Linked DNA regions of Mus musculus: region 2 is linked to region 1. The links are chromatin contacts, called in public promoter capture Hi-C maps. All regions are on one chromosome and are shown on one strand. Each heading gives the region's core, a stretch centred on a gene start, on an enhancer-like site or on the middle of the called end of the contact. The rest is flanking DNA. Distances are from core to core; before and after follow the strand shown.

What was found. Capture Hi-C pulls out chosen DNA fragments and counts their contacts.
Region 2: a contact with region 1 is called in a promoter capture Hi-C map of adipose tissue. The contact joins two enhancer-like sites. A contact is called at or near these places in 2 of 39 promoter capture datasets (liver and neural stem cells), 2 of 484 Hi-C or Micro-C datasets (both in liver), 1 of 115 datasets of contacts at active chromatin or transcription factors (pancreatic cancer cells) and 2 of 9 other capture datasets (adipose tissue and pancreatic islet).

The regions. Positions count from the first base shown.
Region 1 is chr7:132,567,638-132,571,872 of GRCm38.p6, forward strand. Oat (ornithine aminotransferase) reads right to left here. Exons shown (of 10, transcript NM_016978.2): 2 at 2,269-2,503. The coding sequence starts at 2,467. Among named protein-coding and RNA genes, the nearest start is that of Oat, 6.6 kb to the right of the region's middle. Within about 2 kb of position 2,639, at least 76 of the 459 cell types and tissues checked have an H3K27ac peak or open chromatin away from gene starts, as enhancers often do. A contact at or near this core is called in adipose tissue, where this site is marked.
Region 2 is chr7:132,787,944-132,792,147 of GRCm38.p6, forward strand. All of the region lies in intron 1 of Fam53b (family with sequence similarity 53, member B), which reads right to left. Among named protein-coding and RNA genes, the nearest start is that of Fam53b, 24 kb to the right of the region's middle. Within about 2 kb of position 2,863, at least 23 of the 459 cell types and tissues checked have an H3K27ac peak or open chromatin away from gene starts, as enhancers often do. A contact at or near this core is called in adipose tissue, where this site is marked.

The DNA.
Region 1 (4,235 bases), core at 1,389-3,888:
TCTAACAGTAAGAAGCTTACAGAGATAGATAAGCTTCAGTTCTGGCTATTTCAGTGTGTGATGTTATTTTTATTTAAAAGTTTTCTATACTAAGTTTATTTAAAAAGAAAGAGAGAGAGAAAAAGAAAGAAAGAGAGAGAGAAAAATGAAGGAAGGAAGAAGGGAGGGAGGTAAGTTGGTTGGCTGGTGTAACCTCTTAAGCAATTTTAGTCTCAGGAGCCAAAACTCTGAATTTACAAGGAAATTATACAAAACAGACAAACTCTTGTATAGTATAGACTACAACTGAACATATTAACAGGGGTATTTGCAAACCATATACCTGATAAGGACTCAGTATCCAGAACACAATGATAAACAACAATAAAAGCCACTAGACATAATGGCACATACCTGTAATCCCACCACTGAGGGGGCAGAGGTAGGAGGATCAGGAGTTCAAAGCCAGCTTGGATTAAGCAAGACTGTTTTTTAAAAATGGGCAAATAACTTACTAGCATTTTCTTCAAAGACATACATGAACATGTGATCCCAGCACACAGCTGTGCACCACCACGCCCAGTCACAGCTGTACCGATTTACCCGTCCACTAGCAATGCATGCGAGTTCCAAACGGTTTATCTTTGCCCCACTGTTTTTTCTTTTAAAAATTATAAGCATACTAGTATGGAATAGTAGCTCCTTGTTTTGATATGCATGTTTCTAATGGCTGGTGACGGATTGTATGTCTTTACATGTTCATGTATGTCCAAACCAAAATGCTGCTCTCTGGGCTTTGGAGCCTTCCCGGTTCCCCTAAAACATGTCCCCTGGCCCACCAATTCCGTCTGGGTTCAATTCTCAAGCCGCGATGGATCGCGTACAGGACTGACTGAAGGGGCCCAGGAGAGAGGCAGGAGACACTCCATGCCTGTCCGGAGTTGCACGCGGCTCTTTGAAGAAGACATACATGAACCTGTGATCCCAGCACTTGGCAGCTCATGTTGGATGAATCCAAGGTTAGGAGCAGCCTGAACTACAAGGTAAGAGCCTGTCTCTCTACCAATACCAAAAATCAAAAACAGTACAGCTGATCTGAAAAACAGTTAGTAATCCTGAGCTGGGGAGATGGCTCAGTAAGGCACACATGAGGACCTGAGTTTGAGTTCCCATATCCCACATTTTTAAAAAGCTGGGCATGGCCACTCATTCCTGCTACCCCAGCCTTAACTGCAGAGACAGGCAGATCCCAGCAGTTCCCTGGCCAGCAAGCCTAGCCAAAATGGTGTGCATCATGTTCAGTGAGAAGCTCTGTCTCAGAGGAATAAAGCAGAACCCGATAAAGTGAGACACCTGACTTCCTCTTCTGCTTCTGCTCAGGCATGGGTGCGCGCGCCACACAGAGAGAGGGTTTTTTTGTTTTGTTTTAAAGGTTGGCAGTTCCCGTAACAAGCTAATCGTAGAGTTACCACATGACCCAGCAATTCTACTCCAGATCAATTCAGGCAGTGCCAAACTTGAAGAAACACTGGCTTACAGGGCTGAAATACTTCAGCTGGGAAGTGTTACAATTTAAAAAAAAAAAAAAATACTGGCCCAGGACAGGAGGAGGAGGAAGAAAGGGAGGAGATGGAGGAGAAGGAGGAAGAAGACAGGGGGATGAGAAAGAGGAGGAGGAAGGAAGAGGAGAGGAAGAAGAGTAAGGGGGAGGGGAAGAGAAGACCTACTGCTCTATTGATCAACAGACCACTGAACCACCAAGAATGAGAGCCCTGGTCTAAGGTTCATTTATAACTAAGGACACAAAGCTGATTCCTGCTCTGCTCTTGTTAACTTCCTGGTTCTGATAACTACCTGTGTATACAGAAAGCTCCTGTGGACTCTTAGAGAAGGCACAGTGAGTACCTAGGGGGAAGAGCTAGAAAACAGGGTGTACATGGGGCCAGGAGGGATGGAGAGAACACAACGAAGAAAAGCCTCAGCTATCTGGGGGCAAAGGAAAGAAATGATTTTCATATCATCATAATGTTTTTATTACTAGAGTCATGTCTAAATAAGAACTAATTTTAAAAGATTGTCTGTGGTACGCATGCCCATTTCCTCTGCATTCACCATCGTGAGGCTCCCATGGAAGACTGCTGGGCACAGGAGCCTTAGTCGCCTAGAAAAATCAAAGGAGCCCTATCTGCCACAAGGCATTCAGTGCGGCTTACACATGAGAAATACAAAACAACTCATTCTGATAACACACTTCAAGCAAATGTGGGGGTGGATTAATCCAAAACATACCTTTTCCTCTCTCCAGGGCTACAGGCAAAGGATGGTAATTGTGTGCACCATATTTAGATTCCCGTTCAAAAATGTACTCGGAGGATGGTGGGCCTTGCTCTGTCTTCTTTGTGGCAACAGACGTGGCAGAGGCGACTGAGGTGTGGACTCCTCGGCGCAGAGCAGCAATGGTCTGCAGACTTGCTAGTTTAGAAAGCATCGTGTGGGTCCTTCAGGAGTGGGAGTGCAGACAGACCTGTCCGAAGTCAGGAGAACATGTGGAGAGTGAGAGCCTTCCCAGAGCCGACTCCTGTCTGCTCACTACGTAACTGCCAAGCTTCCACACAGGCAGCAGCCAGCCCTATCCTACCAGACAGTGCAGGGTTCAGGGAAGATAACAGGCAGGGCGCCAAGTCAGATGCCACAACTGCCTGCTGGTTGGTCATGAGGCAGGGTGTGAAAAGGAGAGACTGTGAACCATTTTGTACCTTCTGAAAGCCCAGGGTGGTCTTTTAACTCTGGGTTCAAATGGCCCTGTGGAGCTAGAACCACAAGCAGCACCTGCCTCATCCTCTCTCAGCCCCACTCCAGGCCCTCAGGCTCCCCTCCACCTCTATTCTTTATTTTGCATTTTGAATCGTCCTGATATGTAGGCAGTGAGACAAGTACTAACAAATGCCGTTTAACCTAGATGAGGTAATCCCAGCATTCAGGAGGCAGAGGAAAGATGACCAACTCAAGTTCCAGGCTAGCCTGGCCTACATACTAAGTTCCAGGCTAGCCTGGGCTACAAGTAGCCTCTTCCTCAAAAGAGAAAGACGATAGGAGGGGAAGAAAGCTGGAGAGCTGGAGAGCTGGCTCTGCGAGTAAAACCATGCTCTACTTTTGCAGAAGACCTGGGTTCAGATGTCAGCCCCCACACGATGGCTCCCAACTCTCTGTAACTCCAGGGGACCCAGCACCCTCTTCAGACACCAACGTGGTACACATATATACACGCAGGCAGGCATTAGTACACACAAAAAATAAAAATACATCTTTAAAAAATTTATAGAAACAGGAAAAAAGTAACTTTTGGAGACTGGAAAGAGTTTAGCACCCAAACTCCACAAGGTCAAAATTTGTCATTTAGCACAGATATCTAAAACATAAGTCAAACTCAGCATGAACAGAGGTGAGAAGACTTGTTTTGCACTTTGTTAAGAGTCTTGAGATCTTACAGTAACAAACACACACATATAACAAACGACTCATAAGGAATCCTATGTGTCTATAACCCACCCACCTCCCCTGCCACACAAAACATTAAAAATTTATGAAAAAAAAATCAACTGTTTAAAGGAAAAACAAACAATTGGGACCAAGAGAATACCGAAGCGTGAACAGCTAAGTGGGGTATATAAAATCCCGGGCACACGGGTGTAGACTCGCATTATTTACACTTTTCAGGATCAGGCCTCTCTCGGCACCAGTCCTAAAGCCAGTCCCTAACAGTGCTCCCCCAACTTCTGTGTGCACAGCTCACCATTCGGATCATGTAAGATCCTGCAACAAATAAGAGCAGATATAGGTGTGATGTCTGGAAGTAGAGAAGGAAAGCATTTTAGGTAAATTCTAGACTAGGGGGAAGTTACCAAAAGCCAGGCACGCTGGGGGTGTCTATATATACAAATAGCTAATTCATGTTTCAACAGAATTTTCCAACAAGTCAAACCATGCATGATCTTCGCACACATGATTGCGCTGCCAAATCAGCCAATCATGAACTTGGCTAACTTCTCTTTCAACTTGGCTCTCACTCCACACTAAAAACCCAGTGAGGTTCAGGAATGTGCAATCACTAATCAGTTCCCAGAACTCTACTCTATGTGCCAGAACCGTGCCGCTAGTCTCCCTTCCCACGGACCGACCAGAGTACAGACTGAAAACGCAAGATCTAGAGACTGTCCACTTAGAGGGGTCCAATTATATACTTCCCTAAGGAAAAG
Region 2 (4,204 bases), core at 1,613-4,112, 220 kb after region 1:
CACATAAAGCACATCCTGACCTCAGTGCACACTTCAAGACTTCCCCTTCCTGATCAGGTGGTGTCAGACCCAATCTATTTTGCAGAGTTGGTACAGAAATTAATCAGAGTGACCAATCACACTTGAGCTTTCTGTCTTTTCTCCTCTATCCTACATCACTGCAACTTCAAGTTCAAGAACACCATCAGCTGCCAAAACAACATCTGAGAGGCTCGGAGCTGCTCAGCAGGTGTGTCTATGACAGACAAGAACCACTAAAGTACCAGCCTTCTTGGGTCACACTGCCAGAACCATCTATCTGGTCCTCAGGATGGGGGGGGGGGTTCCAAAGGGCAGGATCAGCTCCCGAAAGCCCACTCCAGCATTGGCTGCAGCATCACAGCAGGAGGACCCTCCATGTACAAGGGCAACCAGCTGTTAGCAGATAGACCAAAATATCACCGGACTCTAGCATTTTTAGATAGAGAAGAGACTCCCACTAAAGGCTTCACTAAGTCTTAAGTCTAAGCTCGATCCAGGTGTTTAGTCTACTGAACAGGCCATGGAATTAACAGGAGAAATTTGGAGGAGAGGCTGCTCTCTGGGATTTCCTTCCTATGTTTGACAGGGTGTGGAGTCAGAAGAAAGGGCAAGTGTCTCACTTGCAAATTCTTCTCCACTTCCTTCTCCAGCAAGTCACCTGTAAAGGATGAGTGTATAGACCTGGGGGTGGAATCTGGGGAAACAGCCTAGCCAACCAATCACCCAGGCTAGAAGCAAGGCATCTTGGGAAGCTATCTAGCCTCTTTCAAGCCTCAAACCAATCTCTGCACATCTCTAGAGATTCAAAGGACCCTGAAAGAGTTAACCCAGTTCCCAAAGATGAATACACCATCTTCCTCATCAAAAATAACCTATGCCCCAGAAGAAACAGAAATTTGTTCTATTTGTCCAAAATATATCCGACAGTGCTTGACAAACAGCCAAGGCCGCAGGCTGCTGCAGTACTTATCACGCCGTTGCCGTCATCCCTCAGCGGCACCATCGGAACCAGGTTTCGGTGCAGATGTCCTTGCTCTCAGGAAGCCCACTCACTGCGTCAGCAGCAAGGCTCACTGCAGGCTCTGAACACTCCACCTCCACGTACCTCCCAAACCAAGTAAGTAGCTCAGACATGTAGCCATATGGAAGAGGACAGCTCCACAAACCACCAACACTGCCGGCCTGAATCACGAGCCAGGCTAGGGAGGTGTTTCACGCTCTCAGACTTAAAAATAACAACAGGGGTTGGAGAGATGGCTCAATGGTTAGGAGCATTTACCACTCTTGCAGAAGACCCAAGTTTGGTTCCTAGGACCCACATAGTGGCTCATAATCTTTAACTCCAGGCCCAAGGAATCTGATAACCTTGCTCAGGTCTCCAAGGGCTCCTGCATACCCACAGTGAATAAAAACTCAAGTAGGCTCACAATGTCTGTATACAGGTAATAAATCATTTAAATAATGATATCACAGTTAACCACGAATGAGATGAGAACAGATGAAATTTAATAGTTAAGGACAGATGAGAACCTGGCACTTGGGCACAAAATCCATGCTTAGTCAATGGTACATGGAGGTCATGGGAAGTCTATCTGATCAGCAAGTACATCAGTTGATTCAACCAGCTTACTGAGCGAGTATTTTGGGTGTGCTGGGATTGTGGTAAGGTAGAAGACGCAGCCATCCAGAGCCACATTCTCTGCTCCAGGAAGTGGGAATCGGTGATGATTGATGGGTGAGTAAATGAAATCACTGAGAGGCAAAGCTCACACCTGCGGGGTGGAGGACTTGCTCCAGCGGTAAATGCCTACCATAAGAGCAAGCAGACCTGAGACGAGCCCTTAGAACACAGAAAGCTGTGGGGGTAACAGGTCTGCAATCTCATCTCTGGTGAAGCAGGAACAACAGATCCCTAGGGCTCACTGGCCAGCCAGTCCAGCCTAAATGGCAAGCTCCAGGTCCCAGAGGAAGAAGCTTTCTCAAAATCAAGGTGGGGGCTGGAGTTTGATTCCCAAAATCTGGTTATAGCATCTGCACACAGTGGTGTGCACTTGTAATCTCAGTCTCGGAGAGGCAGAATCAGGTGGATTCTCGGGACTCACTGCCCACCTTAGTCATATCAGTGAGCTCCAGGACTCAAGGAGGGATCTCGTCTCAAAAAATAAGGTGGATGACTGCTGAGTAACACCACCCAAGGTTGACCTCTGGCCACACACACACATATACACACCACACCACACACACATACCACACATCACACACATATATACATACATACACACACACACCACACATACCAACACATACCACACACCAAATACCACACACATATACACACACCCCACACACACACCACATATACACATACACACGTGCACACACCACACACACATATACATACACACATACCACACACACTACACACACATACACACATGCGCACACACACACACACACACAAGTAAAATAATTTTAAAAAGAGAAAGTCCATGCTTAATAACAAATAGTGTAACAAACCTGGACTCTGTGAGGTCCAAAACCTTGCACCACAGTGCTATAAAGATTACAAAGCCTTCCCGGATGGCTCCCTCCCACGCCCTTACATGTCCTCTGCCTGAGCAGGTCCTTGTACACTTGACTTATTAACAAACTGGCAAACAAGCACTACAGCTGTGATGTTCATGTGGCACAAACCTATCAAGTGCCCAGAAGGAGCATCTGCCTACTTGAGGTCCCGCCGAGCAGGGCTGGTAGAGCCAGGCTGCTTCAGCCTGACTGGCCTGGTCATGCCTGCAACTGGGTGTGGCCCAAGGGTCAGAGTCAGTACAGAAGTCTTTGAGCAATACTGACCACACCCCCTGGAGAAGCCTCATTCTCTGAGAGCCCACAGAGGGGCTTGGGCCCCTCTGCAGAGAAATCACAAAGGCAGCTAAGTAACAAAACTGCTTCCTCTAAAACTCAGTGGAACCCAACTGCCGCGGAGAGGAGCAGGTCCACCGTGAGATGCATAGGAACAACTCGCCAGTGTCCTAGTCCCACACTACTGCTACTCTTCCCCATGTCCCGGTGAATCACAGGAGCCTTGAGCGCTTATCCATCCATCCTTCAAGACAAAGTACACAGGCCATGTGGCGCTGCTAGGCTGGGAAGTACCCCGACCATCTAACAGAGGGAGCAGCGTGAATAAGCGCAGGGCTATGAGAGTATGGCTGTCTCAACAGAACACCTTCCAGACAGTGCCAAGTCAAAAGGAGGGAAATGGAAGAAAGGGTATAGCAGCTCTCACTGGGGAGAAACTGGATACTGTACTAATGGACAGGAGTCTCAAAGGATATAAAAGAACTAAACTAACATCAGCTGTCCACGGGGAGGACAAATGGGGATCCTGCGGCAGGACACTCACCAAGGAATGCCCTTCTGTGTATTGATCTATGCAAAACTACAGAACATTTTTAGAAGCTAATAGAAATAAACTATAAGGGCCATGGAGATGGTTTAGTCAGTAAAGTGCTTGGCATGCAAGCATGAGGACCTGAATTTAGAACCCTAATAACTGTAAAAATTAAGGTACTGCAGTATGTGCTAGGTATACTTTAGCGCGGGGTCAGGGAAGGGGTATAGAAAAAAACGGAGCCTGGGTCTCACTGGCCAGTCAGTCTGTGAACTCTAGGTTCAATGAGAGACTGTCTAAAAACAACCCAAAAAGCATTAAGGTGATTAGAGGTAGTCTATGCCTACTCCTAGACTCCATACACATGCACACATGCACACCCATGCCCACACATATAAAAAGAACACAGAAGCTTACCAGCTTACAGAGTGGCCTGCACATGCATGGGCTAGTTCTGCCAGGTTAACAAGAAGATGGGCGTGGCTGGGGGTCCAGACTGCTTTTCAGAGCTGAGCTGGTGCCATACACACACACTGCTGTCACTTACAACACAGGAAGCTCCTACAGCCCCTAAATACTCTTTACTGTTTCATGCCTTGAGACCTCTACTCACTGTCTGGCTGGGACTTGTTCACCCCCCTCTCTGACTCCAAACTAACCTCCTTCAAGCTTCCTCCTCCAACTCTAGGAAGCCCCCTCTACCCTGAGACAGGCCCTCAGGCTCTGTATCACTCTGGGCTTCAAACAAAGTTACCTGAGAGCTTCTAGAGGGCACAAACCTACCTTAGGTCA